Linked DNA regions of Oryctolagus cuniculus: region 1 is linked to region 2. A link is a contact called in public Micro-C data. All regions are on one chromosome and are shown on one strand. Each heading gives the region's core, a stretch centred on a gene start, on an enhancer-like site or on the middle of the called end of the contact. The rest is flanking DNA. Distances are from core to core; before and after follow the strand shown. Region 1 holds the start of GARS1 (glycyl-tRNA synthetase 1). Region 2 holds the start of ZNRF2 (zinc and ring finger 2).

What was found. A called contact is a pair of places that touch in the nucleus more often than the background predicts.
Region 1: a Micro-C map of ear pinna shows a contact between it and region 2, with 2.6 times the contacts expected there. The contact joins the promoter of GARS1 here to the promoter of ZNRF2 in region 2. A contact is called at or near these places in 2 of 6 Hi-C or Micro-C datasets (ear pinna and psoas muscle).

The regions. Positions count from the first base shown.
Region 1 is chr16:21,848,996-21,855,791 of mOryCun1.1, reverse strand. It overlaps GARS1 (glycyl-tRNA synthetase 1), which reads right to left and starts at 1,342. Exons shown (of 17, transcript XM_051852876.2): 1 at 1,012-1,342. The coding sequence starts at 1,251.
Region 2 is chr16:21,599,054-21,606,234 of mOryCun1.1, reverse strand. ZNRF2 (zinc and ring finger 2) reads right to left here and starts at 1,269. Exons shown (of 5, transcript XM_070059697.1): 1 at 1-1,269. It overlaps LOC138845868 (a long non-coding RNA gene), which reads left to right. Exons shown (of 2, transcript XR_011383132.1): 2 at 4,982-5,381.

The sequences.
Region 1 (6,796 bases), core at 93-2,592, 250 kb before region 2:
TCTTCTCCCTTCTAAATGGAAGGAAAAAAAATGACAGTTACAGAAAGGACAAAGGAACCACACCTAATTTTATTTGGTCGGTGAAGCTGGAAACAATGAATTTAAAACTTCAGCTCATGGCGAGACTTCAAAATCAGAACTCTAAGTCATTCGGGCTCAGAGCAGAGAGAAGAGACCGCAGAGTGGCAGGAGTCACTGAATTTACAGCAGCTATGCCCCAGCGGATTATATCCCAGTTCCACGCTCCGCAGCAAAGAAAAATTATTGCATCAGGCGCCCGCGCAGGAGAAACCCGTCTGGCGATTACTACCAGGTCATCAATCCCTGGGGTCCTACTCCAAGCTTCTGGCTCTACCCAAGTGGACGTGCGAGCCATCTGAAATCATCTTCCCCTTGCCCCCCTCTCGATGCTCGAGTGTACGCGGAGCCCCAGGGAGAGGAGGCCTGCTCCCCACCACGAGGGTCTCAGCCCCAGTCACAGCCTCCCGGGGCTACGACCGCAGCCGGAGATGATGCCAGGGGCGAAGCACGAGGAACTCACATCCTTCTCAGAAGAGAAAGTTGGACACCTCCCCACATCCACAGCCGATCGCCGCACTCCAACCCGGCCCCGAAGGCAGGCGGGGAACCGGCAGGGAGCAGACGCGCGCATCCTGCAGAGTACCGAGCGCCTGGCCCCAGCCGAGCGATCCGCCACCCGGGCTGCACCGGGCGCGCAGCCGGGGAAGCCCACCTTGGGATTCCTCAACGAGGACAGGAGGGGGACCCACGCTCCGACCCCAGCCCCGTCGGAGCCAGGAGGGGAAAGGAGCTTCGCCGGACGTCCGAGGAGGTCACCACCCACGGAGAGGGGAGGACCAGGGTCGGCCGGCAACTGGGGACTTAGGTCCCACCGGGGTCGGTGAGGAAGAAGGGTGAAGGCAGAGGGGCAGCCGGCGAGGTGGACAGGCGCCCGGGGAGGAGGGGGGGGCAGGACGGGCAGGGCTGGGAAAGGGCGCAGCACGCCGGTACCTGCTGGCGCACGGCTAGCCTGAGAGGCGCCAGCACCTCTTCAGCCCCGGCGCCGTCCATGCTGCTCCGGGAGGCAACGGCGGCGGCGGCGGGGACGGAGATCGGGGCGCGGACGGGCGAGCTGAGCAGCCGGCGGGGCGGACGCGAGAGCCGGGCCGGGAGCCGGGGCGGCAGCGGCGGCGGCAGCAGCAGCAGGACGGAGCGGGCGGCTCTAAGAAGCGCCGGGCGCGGAGAGGGCATGAGCCGGCGGCGCTGGGCGGCACGCAAGGGGCTGCGGCGGAAGCGGCGCGCGCTGCCCGGCCCGGAGCATGATGAAATCGCCGCGTCAACGCTGCGGCGCGCGCAGCCGCACTGTCCCCGCCGCGCGCCGCGGCGCCCGCTCGCCGCCGGCAGATTCGACACAAAGTCCCGGAAGGGCCGGAGTGCTGGGAAGGGCCGCGAGCCGGCGGGGTTAGCGCAGAGGCAAGTCAGGCCGGCTCTGGAGGGTGAGCAGGGCACCTTCTGGAGGGCCACGGCTCCACCCGCCGTGCCCAGGCACCGGCAGCGGGGGCCTGTCCGCTTGCCTGGACCGCCTGAACGCGCACTCGTGCCTGTTCCCTCGCCGCCTGCGCTTTAAAGGGGTCGTAAGCCTCCACAGCAGGTAGGGACCCGGTGGTGTTCAAGCTCGGAAGAGGGAAAGGGCCCCCGAGGTTAGTGATTTGCCGGGCGACACGCATCCGAGCCCGCCGTTGTCGGGACCCAGGCTGTGCAAAGCGAAGGAGGCCTGGGAGAAGGCGAGTTGCGCTCCGCCCCTGCGGGGTGCCCAGGATCCTAGCGGCCGGACCCCACGCCGCCTTCCAGGCTGTCAGCACGTGCGCGGCAGCCCCACCCACGCCCTGCCTCCTCGGAATCTTCCCTCCGGCCCTGCCCTGAGTCCAGCCGGGTCGGAGTGTGCACCGCCTCTGTGCCTGTCCGTGAATCCTGCTTCTCTGCTCACCTCGATCTGCGTCCCCCCGGTGGATTTGTAACACGCGGGAAGACAAGACCCTGGACCATCTCTGGGAGTCCACTCAGGGCTCCCGATCCACCCCCGCGTAATTCGGGGGTCCCTATATCCCCACAACGGTTTGGCTGCAAAAGCTGGGGTCCCCCCCCCGCCCCCAACACACACACACACACACAGAATGGGAAGAGGAAAATACTGTGTTGGTTATCAAGACAGCCTGGCGCACAACCACAAGCACTGCCACAGTGAAGGTGAGGGAAGATGCCAAGTGATCTGCGGGACAGCCCGAGGCTGCTCGGGGGGTGTGGAGTGGCTGCTGCAGGGCGGATCTGCCGGAGCTGACCACGCGCGCCTCCCTGTGATCCACATGCGGTCAGTCTGCCGTGGACAACACACCGCTCTCCGGCAGTGCAGGGGAAGTGTGTGGCTTCCTCCCTGTCCTCATTATTGGCTCTAAGGAATTAATGTTTCGTAAGCAGGGCAGGTGGCTATAGAACCTTCTGCAATATTCAGCAATTCACATTTGTAAACCTTTTATGTCAAGGTTTGGTGTTTACTCGTTATAATTTTTATGAAATTTTGAATTTTTCAAATCAGCCTGCTATCGATTTATGGGGAATTTCAATTCCCATCTGTGGTGTTTTTTTTTTTTTTTAAGATTTTTTAAATTTATTATTTGAAGGGCAGAGTTACAGACAGAGAGAAAGGTCTTCCATCCGCTGGTGCGCTCCCCAAATGGCCACAATGGCCAGAGCTGGGCCAAAGCGAAGCCAGGAGCCAGGAGCTACTTAGGCCGTTTTCTACTACTTTCCTAGGTCGTATCAGAGAGCTGGATTGGAAGCGGAGCAGCAGGGATATAAACTGGTGCCCATATGGGATGCCAGCGCCACAGGCAGAAGCTTAGCCCACTATGCCACAGAGCCGGCCCCAGAAATTTTAAGTTTTAATAGTTTTAGATGTGAACACATTTCAGTGTTAACTTTTATTTCCTTTTTGTTAAGGCACTCAAGTTCTGTATCCTTGGAATCTAATTTTTGTTTTCAGCTCTTTAAAGCAACGATGTCTCACCCATTTTCACGTGAGGACATTCCTGTGGGACTCCAGTCCTCCTCAGCCCCCCTCCTGCTCCTCCTCACTCCTGCGTCGGGGATAATTTTAAAAGACAACTCTGACCAGGGAACGTCATTAGGCCCTTTCTGGCCCTGAGCAGACCTTCCTGAAACAATCTTCCCTTGAAAACTGTTACCTGCAGACAGTAATAGCAGATCACGTTGTTGAGAGCTCGCTGTGTACCAGTTAGTGTTCTAAATGATCTCGTGTGACTTAGCTATCACTCCAGCGAGATCGACCCCATAATTATTCCTGGTTTAGAGCCGCGTCCTTCAGGACAGTGGGGAAATAAACAGCTTGTGCACTGCCCCAGAATGGGCTCTGCCTGCCAATGAAGCAGATTCACCTGAGTTAGCGAGGCTGGGAGTGGCCTGGGGCTCCTCCCTGGAATGCTTTCTTTCAAAGCCCATGAAGAGGGCATTGCCTAAAATAGTCCCCAACAACATGGCGCCTGGCAGATGACTGGGGAGGCGTGTCTGTGGCCGGCCGCTGTGGTTAAACTGTGGGAGATCGGACCACCTGCAGGGATAGGTCCGCTTGATCCCTATACTTTGCTTAAGGTGCCCCTGGGCGTGGTTCACCCCTGCCTGCGTGACCTTTTCACTGATTGGCTCCCCGACTGCGCACGTCCTTCGTAAGCTTTATAAGCCTGTATGCTTCCTCAATAAAGGGGTTCCTGCTTCGACAGAACTCACGGGTGCTTGTGGTGTGTTCATCACCCCTCGACCTTACCCTTCCCGTTCACTTTGTTGGGGAGTGTCTGTACTGGACCTTGCGGGTCAGGGGTCAGCCTCAGACCCCGACACTCGTATGCTCATATTTATTTTCTTTAAGTCCTTTTTCTTTGAGAGAAATAAATTTTGCATTTGTTGAGCCAATCAAGCATGCAGTTCAGCTGATTTTCACAAGAGAATGTCCTCTTGTAACCCACACCCGCCAGAGTTCCCTTGTGTGCCGCCTTAATTCGTCCTGTCCCCCACAAGCAGGCGATCACTATTCTGATTTCTTTCCCCTTAGACTACTGTCTTTTGTTCTACGCTGTTGTGTAAATGGAATCTGAGATTCTATTTGCGTGTGTCTGACTTCTTTTCTTAAGCATGATTTCTGAGAAATTATCCCATGTTTTGTGTATCAGCAGTTCCTCCTTTATATTGCTTTGTAGGATTCCATTGTATGAACCCACTGTAATTTACTGCCCTGTGACTAACACTGTCTAGAACATTCCTGAGCAGCTCTCTGAGTCACTGGTTGCCTGGGAGGGGAGAGGTGGCAGGGCTGGAGCCTTGAGTAGGATGCAGCAGATCTGGGAGGTCCCCTGTGAGAAACAGTAGAATGAACCCTTCTGGGGAGATGTGGGAAGGAGTCAGGCCAGTAGGGGAGGCCCAAGTGAGGCTGGAGACTGCGAGAGCTGAATCTTGTTCTCGCAACTTGTATGTTGAGTCCCAACTAGTTTTGGACTTAATGGTGTCCCCCAAATTCACATCTTGATTTTTTTTTAAGATTTATTTTATTTATTTGAAAGACAGAGTTAACGAGAGAGGTAGAGACAGAGAGAGAGAGGTCTTCCATCCACTGGTTCACTCCCCAGATGGCCGCAACAGCCGGAGCTGCACCGATCTGAAGCCAGGAGCTTCTTCCGGATCTCCCACGTGGGTGCAGGGGCCCAAGGACTTGGGCCATCTTCTACTGCTATTCCAGAGAGCCGGATCAGAAGAGGAGCAGCTGGGACTAGAACTGGCGCCCATATGGGATGCTGGCGCTTCAGGCCAGGGCTTTAAACTCCTGCGCCACAGCACCGGCCCTGATCTTTGTTCTTTAAAGATATATTTGTTTATTTGAAAGTCAGAGTTAGAGAGAGAGAGAGGCAGAGAGAGAGAGAGAGAGAGAGGTCTTCTATACACTGTTTCACTCCCCAAATGGCCAGGGCTGAGCCAGGTGAAAGCCAGGAACCAGGAGTTTCATCCAGGTTTCCCATGTGGGTGCAGGGGTCCAAGCACTTGGGCCATCCTCTGCTGCTTTCCCAGGCATGTCAGCAGGGAGCTGGATCAGAAGTGGAGCAGCCGGGACTTGAACTGGTACCCATATGGGATGCTGGTGCTACACACAGCAACTGAACCCGGCCCCCAGATGCACACTTTGAGGTTCTAGTGGCCAATGTGATATTTGGAAATGAGACCTTGCGGGGTGAGGGGTATTAGATGTAGACGAGGTTGTGGGGGTCTTCATGATGAGGTTGATGCTGTCACTATCTCCCTCTCTCTGCCACGTGAGGATGCCATGAGAAGGCGGCCATGTGCAAGAAGCCAGAAGAGTGCCTGTGTAAGGACCTGATTCTGATCTTGCACCTCCAGCTCTGGAACTGTGAAACAGAATAAGCATCTGTTGTTTCAGCCACTCAGACTTCGGTACTGTGTTGTGGCAGCCTGGGCCAAGCAATACAGCCTTCTGGGTTGGAAGGGAGGGAAGGGAAGAGAGAGAGAGAATTCATAGCAATAGAGAGTAGGACATCAGAACCTACTGAGAGGACATCAGCCCTCCGTGACCGAACAGTGTGCCAGGAGTAAGAGGAAGCTGAAGTCTCAATAAACAGGAGTAGGACGAACTCCAGCCCTAGGGTAGGCCTGAGTGCCTTCTGGACAGATCCCGTGGCTCCTTTCACTGTATGGCATTGCAGTTTATGAACCCTTTGTCCCCGAAGTCTGCTCCTCCCTTCTTGTATTAGATCGTGAGCTTTCCCCAGTTCTGAGTGGACAAGGGCCCTTTATCTGCTGACCACAAGGTGCTTCTCAGGGAGGACCCTTTATTCATAAAGAAGGCCGGCGCCGAGGCTCACTAGGCTAATCCTCCGCCTTGCGGTGCCGGCACACCGGGTTCTAGTCCCGGTCGGGGCGCCGGATTCTGTCCCGGTTGCCCCTCTTCCAGGCCAGCTCTCTGTTGTGGCCAGGGAATGCAGTGGAGAATGGCCCAAGTACTTGGGCCCTACACCCCATGGGAGACCAGGAGAAACACCTGGCTCCTGCAGATCAGCACGGTGTGCCGGCCGCAGCGCGCCAGCTGCGGCTGCCATTGGAGGGTGAACCAACGGCAAAGGAAGACCTTTCTCTCTGTCTGTCTCTCTCTCTCACTGTCCACTCTGCCTGTCAAAAAATAAAAAATAAATAAATAAATATTCATAAAGAAAACAAACCCTGCCCATGTGCAGAGCAATGTGGGGCCATGGTCTCAGCCTCCTTTTTCCTCCCTGCAATGCTGTTCTTACAAACAACAAACCCTGCTTTGGAATTCTGAGTCCAAGGCCATATGTCCAAGACTTTAAAGGAGAAGTGAAGTGGAAAGAAGAGAATTAGAGAAGTAGAAGAATGGGAGTTTGAGGTCAGACAGTCGGATTTGGGAGGCAAATATCTCAGAAATGGGGAGTTCCAAATAGTGACAAAACCCAAGCCGTGTCCCTGAGAATGGCACTTAGAGTGCAGTTGGGGTCACTGCAGATGCAGAGGCTGAAGCTGCGAGGGGTGAGCAGGGCCCTTCCCAGGACTGTGTGGTTGACAGGAGACTTGGAGTGGTGAGGGGGGCTAAGGCCAGGCGCCGACTTCACTGAGGCAGGCAGAGACCAGGATGCTGGAGGATGGAAGATGAAGGTGGTAGGCGTTGCTGTAGACAAGGGCCAAGAGCCTTGGGAGAGGGAGGCTT
Region 2 (7,181 bases), core at 20-2,519:
GGCAACCGCCTCCCGGCCTCCCCCTCCCCTCTCCAGGCCGAAGGAGGGCCGGTAGGGCGGGGGCGCCCAGGAGGGAGGAGGCTCCCCCGGCTTCACACCGGAAGGCCGAGAAACCGCGCGGCTGCAGGGTGCGCCCGGGCCCGTGTGTTTGGGCTGCGTGCGAAGACCCCGCCCCCGTCCCCCCTCGCTCCGTCCCGTGGATTGGCTCCCGCCGATCTGGCTCCGCCTCGCGCGGCCCCGGCCCCGCCTCAACAAGGTAAGGCGGTGTGGTAGGTGCTGCCACCACCCGCGGACTCGATGATGGACAAGTCGCCGGCCCCGCCCCGCCGGCCAGGGCGCGCCCCCTCCGCCACCTCTGGCCCTACGCCGATTGGAGGATAGAGTCCTTCGGGGCGCCAATCAGAAGGCGGCCCCTCCTTCCACACGTGGCCCGCGGACCCGGGAGAAGAGCGTGTGCAGGCTGGAGCGTGAAGGCTGTGCCTGTGTCCCGAGCGTTTGACTTGGGTGTGTGTTACCTTACACGCTGATTTAAGAGATGAAAACCAGAGGCTCCGCAATGCTGCTAACACTGACAGAACAGCGGAATCAGGAGACAGGACCAAGGCGGCGGCTGCCCACCGGACCTGAAGGAGCCCCGGGCCTGGGGCAGAGCGGAGCTGGGAGAGCTAAGGTTGATCCCACCTGCCCCTTAGGGCTAAGTTATGGATAGGGAGCAATTTTTTTAACCTTTTTGGGTTTTAGCTTCCCTGCCTGGAATATTTGTGTTAAAACCCTAGGGCGTCTGCTGCCATAAAATCCTGTCGTTTCTCTAAAATGGGATTTAATAAAATTCCCAGTGTGTTCTTAACTATGGAGTGGCATTTTGACTGCCGAGCGTGGTCGGGACATTCGACCCACCTATGCTGAAAAGCCTTGACGTATCCTCTATGTGAAAATAATATGGGTTTGGCGCCTACAGTGCCAGCGTCCCGTATGTGCACCAGTTTGAGTCCTGACTGCTCCACTTCCAATACAGCTCTCTGCTATGCCCTGGGAAAGCAGAGGAAGATGGCCTAAGTCTTTGGGCCCCTGCGCCCATGTGGGAGACCTGGAAGAAGCTCCTGGCTCCCACCATTAAGGCCATTTGGGGAGTGCACCAGGGATTGGAAGCCTCTCTCTCTCTCTCCCTCTCTCCCTCTCTCTCTCTCCCCCTCCCTCCGTCCCTCCCTCCCTCCTTTTCTCTCTGTGTAACTCTGATTTTCAAGTAAATAAATAAATATTTAAAAAAAGAAAATAATATTTTTGTACAAATGACAGAAATACTTGGTCTTCCCTCCTCGCTCCCCATGTTTGCAATGAGCCATTTATGTAATGATTTTCTCATTCTTTCAAAGGGCATGGTAATCACGTTTTTGAACAAGAATATATGTACATGAAGAATATATGAATGGTTATGGATGTACACATGCACACTAAGTGTGAGAGCAAAGCGACTCAATGCTTTTACATGGAATATCACGTTAACATGTGGTCGTCATTCGTTTGAGCATCTTCTCCCTACAGATGCCCCTGCAGCCCCCCTACCCCGGCCCACCATCACAGACTGCCTTCTGTGTGTCCGTTCAGTGCTGTAGAGCAGCACGGATTGCAGTATTAGACCTCTTGTCACTAAACAGTGGGACCCAGGGTGGAGCTCACATCTGTACCCCTTCTGTCTCACACAACGCCTGAGACCTGTGATGGCACAGTAAATGAGAATGAATCATCGAGTGCATGCAGGTACTTCCTCCCTAGTCCTCCCTTGAGGTCACTTTCGGACTCCTGGACGGCTCCCTCGTGGTGGGCGCTCTGTCTCCACCCTCTGCTCTCCTCAGCCCTCTGAATCCCTGAACCTAACGGCAATCCCATGAAACTGTCAAGATGTTTCATCATCCAACAAATGGTTCAGACTTCACTTAAAATGGATAGCTTCATTAACAAACCCTTCCGGTTCTGCAAAAACTGAAGTACTATGTCGTCCAAATCAGTCCACAGGGGTGTACACCCCTTGGCAGAACTGAAGCAAGCTTTATGAGATAATGCCCATGTCACATGGAGCCACTCCATTTTCTGTTCCATTCTATTTTACTTTTGTAAAATCCTGCTCACCACCCACAGGACTGATTTTATAACCCACTAATGGGTTTTAATCTGCAGTTGACAAATGATGGTCTAAATGAGTGCTTTGCAAACTTGAGTACACAGAGGAATCATCTGAAGATGACATTGAAGTGTTGTGTGCAGTGAGTTAAGCTATGGCCTACAGTGCTGGCACCCCATGTGGGCACTGATTCCCACCACTTTTGATCCAGCCCCCTGCTGATGTGCTTGGGAAAGCAGTTGAAAATGACCCTAATACTTTTGGCCCCTGCACCCACGTGGGAAACCCAGATGGAGTTATGGGCTCCTGGCTTTAGCCTGGCCTAGCCTTGACCATTGTGGCCATTGGAGGATAAGCCAGTAGATGGAAGAGCTCTCTCTCTGTAACTCTGCTATTGAATAAATGTTTCAAAAATTTAATTTCCATATATTGAATTATAATTACTTCTTACGGTCAGTGACTTTAATTTCAAGCGAAAATTTAGTAAGCAATTTTGAACTGTCATTTATCAACAACTCAGTGGTTCTCATTTTTCAAGGTTACATCCCAAAATGCTGGTGGTGCTGCCACCAGACCTCAGACTGCACCCGGAGAAGCACCGGTCCTAAATGATGCTTTCCTTGGGCCGGCACTGTGGTGCAGTGGGTTAAGCCGGTCTCCCACATGGGTAGCAGGAACCCAAGTACTTGAGCCACCACCTGCTGCACCCCCTCTTTTAAAGCTGCACTAGATCAGACCTTTGAGATGTGGGGCAGCAGTTTTGTATAGGACTTAAGAGCTTGTGATGTTAATTAGTCTTTCCTTCAGGCCCAGTCTCACAAAGAGGCTGTCTTGCAGCCAGCTCCAAGACTACATTTTTTGCTAAATCTTACCATTCTGTCTTCTGTCATTACAGTGTTTAGAAGGTGGCCATGGTCCTTCCCCACCATGTCCCCACCCACCATGCGTTTATGCACTACCTGGTCTCTTCACCAAAATAGGACTGTTTGTAGAATTACCTGAATAGGCCTTTTTCGCCCTTATTATGATATTTTATTTTTAAATAAATGGACTGTCTAACACAATTTGCCTCAATACACATTACAGAAAGCACTGCTGAAGCAGTCCGGGCTGTGTTTGAGTTCTGTTTCTTCACAGGTGCAGGGCAGTACGAGAAGAATGAGCTCGGTGACTGATAGTCATGGGTGGGCGTTCCTCCAGCTACCGATGACGCACTGCGTGCAGGAGGAACGGGACCTGGAGCACTTGCAGAAGCCTGGCTACAATGTCCATTACTGCAGTGCCCCCACCGACATGCAGGAGGACTTCATCATTAACAGTGTCTTGAAGTCCTTGTATAACCAGTTACAGAAATGGCTCCAGACCCATTTGCATGCTGGTGAGCCTTGCCACAACTCCAGTTTCCACAACGGCCATGGGTTGTGCAGAGAATGAACTGGGTCTGTTTAGAAAGGCTTTGGAATGGGTTATTGACTCAGAAACTGGCTTTGCATCTTCCCCAAAGATTTTGAACCTGGTTGATTAACTTAAAGGCAAGAAGATGAGGAAGAAGGAAGCTGTGTAAGTGCTGCGGAAGTGTGTGCAAACAAATGACTGATTGAGATACTTGGCCCTGGGTTCTTCCCAGCCAGGCTCACTTTTTAGAGTGCATAAAAATTTGTGCTTCCCTTCTCTTCCACTCCCTCTCTGCACCTCCCAAAAAGAAAATATTATGCAAGACTTCACTGTGGGGACCGCCACCGTGGTGCAGTAGGTTAACCCTCCACCTGCAGCGCACTGGCATCCCATATGGGCGCCAGTTCTAGTCCCGGTTGCTCCTCTTCCAGATCAGCTCTCTGCTATGGCCTGGGAGAGCAGTAGGAGATGGCCCAAATGCTTGGGCCCCTGCACATGCGTGGGAGACCAGGAAGAAGCTCCTGGCTCCTGGCCTCGGATCGCTGCAGCTCCGGCTGTTGCAGCCATTTGAAGAGTGAACCAACGGAAGGAAGACTTTTCTCTCTGTCTCTCTCTTTCACTGTCTGTAACTCTACCTCTCAAATAAAATCTTAAAAAAAAAAAAAAGACTTCAATGTGATTAGAAACTTGTATCTTAAATTCTAAAACTAAAATTACAGTACTTAGAAATCACATAGTTGGGTAATTTCTCAGATAATTCAGTAGTCTGTATGTCTTTGTCAAACTTTTGTTCTGCCTTCTCTGTACTTTCATTGATTCTTTAATGAACAAGCAACAGGAGCCAATCACAACAGGATTATCAACCCACACTATGACGTCGGTGAGCTCAGACTAGGGTTAGGCCCTAGCTCACTCTGACACTGGCTGAGGGATTTAGGGCAAGCCACTTAACCTGGCTAAACCTGTTTCCTCTGAAAAATGTACCTGATCATAATGCCAGTCTCACATGGTGGTTATGAGTCACAAAAGATTCAGTCCCTACCTGTGACTACTGTGAAACTTGTTAATACATAAACAAATTTTAATCTCAATTTTGTTATCCCTAGCAGGTTGTAATAAATTGCACCTCTTCTCTACCAGCTTGTGATATTGTGCTATTTAATGTATACTACTACTCACTGAAACTTACATCATTTTGTATCATTTTAATGCATTATTGACATGGGTTATTAGATAATTGTTTAGCATACTGTACTAATAAGTATGTCCATCACTGTTATAATAATAATATTACATGTCATAATGACAAATCTGTGTCTTTCGGCTATGAAATGAATAGATGTATAGAGACAGGTAGATCGACGGAATTTGAAAAAGACATTGTCATTAAGAGACCAGAGATGAGCTATTTGAAATCACTAGCTCTGAAAGCGTTTCTTCTTCTTTTAATTTCTCTTGATTCTACAGGTTAGACACTTGGACTAAAGAGCCTTTAGGGTCCAGAATAGGCTTAAGTGTGTCACAGAATCATTTCATGGGGCCGGTGCTGTGGCTCAGCGGGTTAACGCTTTGGCCTGAAGCGCCGGCATCTGATATGGGCACCGGTTCTAGTCCCAGCTGCCCCACTTCCCATCCAGCTCTCTGCTATGGCCTGGGAAAGCAGTGGAAGATGGCCCAAGTCCTTGGACCCCTGCACCTGCGTGGGAGACCTGGAAGAACCTCCTGGCTCCTGGCTTCAGTGTAGCTCCGGCTGTTGTGGCTATCTGGGGTGTGAACCACTGGATGGAAGACCTCTCTCTCTCTCTGCCTCTCCTCTCTCTGTGTAACTCTGACTTTCAAATAAATAAGTAAATCTTTAAAAAAAAAATAATTTCATGTTAACCAGTTGATTGCCAGAGCCCTATGCTATGTCTAACACAGATGTAGGGATCATTTTGCTATCTAAAAACAGCTTGAGGAGCTGTTTTGTGTTTGAAATCGTGGTTAAGATGTCCATATCCCACACTGGAGTGTCTGGGTTCAATTCCCTGCTTCCCTCCAATTCCAGCTTTCTGCTAATGCACACCCTGCGAGGCAGGGGTGATGAATTAAGTTGCTGAGTGCTTGCTACTTAGCGACTTGATTCAGTTCCTGGCTCCTGGCTTCAGCCTGGCCCAGCCCCAGCTGTTGCAGGCACTTGGGGATTGAACTGGCAGATAGGAAATTTCCATCTAGCTATTTATGTTTCTCAAGTAAATTAAAAATTGTTTAAGTAACAAGAAATGCATTTCAGAGAGGACAGTGTTTAAAAAAGAAAACAGCTTGAACAGAATGTCAGCACCTGCCAACAAAAATAACTTAATTCTTGCTTATCAAAATGGGATGGGGTATTAATAAGAACTTAAATTTAGATATTCTATTCCCAATTCACCTTGGCTTACAAACAATACATATTTTTCAAAATCCTCGAAAGTCCCTTATTTAAACACCCTCAACACAGAGCACCCCAGTCTAGAATGCTCTCCTCCATTACAGAGAAAGCTCAGATTCTACAAATAGTGTTTGAAAGGAATCCCAGCTCTTTCCTGGGGCGTAGGAAGGCATGTCATGGGGTCAGCACTGAGGGGTTCTCCCACCCTACAGGAGGGAAAGACGAGCTTAGAAGGAAAATAGCTCTCTGCTGCATCACGCCACAGTCTCCCTGCCAGTGCACACGCACTCTGCTCCCTGCCTCCTGCCACTTGCTCAAATCACCACGGTTGTACGTGAATGATTGAAGGTCCTAGAAGACATTGGCCTTACCACCTCTTCCCGCAAAACTCTCCAACAAAGGCAAGGCTCATATTTTAAATCTAGGTCTGGAAGCCTCCCAAGCACAGGAGCTCTTTCTGTTTTATTTTAAACTCCCCACCGTGCTTCTAGAGAGCTCCAAGACACTCAGCACACAGGAGACTTCCAGTAACTGCTGTGGACCGTGAGAGGCCAGCAGCTGTAATACCACCGCCATAGCTGACTGTTGTCACCACATTAAGCCCGGTGTCACGTCCGCGGTCTTCTCCACTTGGCAGCCAGGGCAGTCCATACCTTAGGGGGCCAATTCCCTTTGTGCGGCTACTGAACGATCTATGCCCCCAAGTCAGACCAGGGTGGGAAAGGTAAGGTAGCTGAGGGACTGTCTTTCCCCAGTAACAAGAAAGAAAATAAAGTAATAAGAGCAACTGGTCCACTTGCCCCACCCTGTTTCCCAGAAGCTCCTGGGGCTCTGGCCCAACTCTAGGGATGTAAGTCTCAACTGAGTAGATTTTGGAACGTGGCCCTGAGCGGGGTCATCTCGGGTGTACAGGATACTTTAGGATCCACCCTGGAGAGGTCTTCATTCTTTAAACAGAGCAGCTGAGCATATGAAATGTGCTTTGACACTGGGCATGGGAAGCTGAACCAAACACGGTCCCTGCCTTCAAAAAGCTTATGACTTATAGTCAGGGGACCTGGATATAAATAAAGAGGTGATTACACTGCACTGTGGTAAATTCATACTGGAGCTGGGCAGTGGGACAAAGAAGCAGGCCCTGGGTGACAGCAAAGGAGGTCTCGAGAGACAGTTGATGTCCACTGGCCAAGACGCTCAGGATCAAGGGCACATGTGGTGGGGTGAGCTGTGTTGTCTGAAGAACTGCAAGCAGTTCCT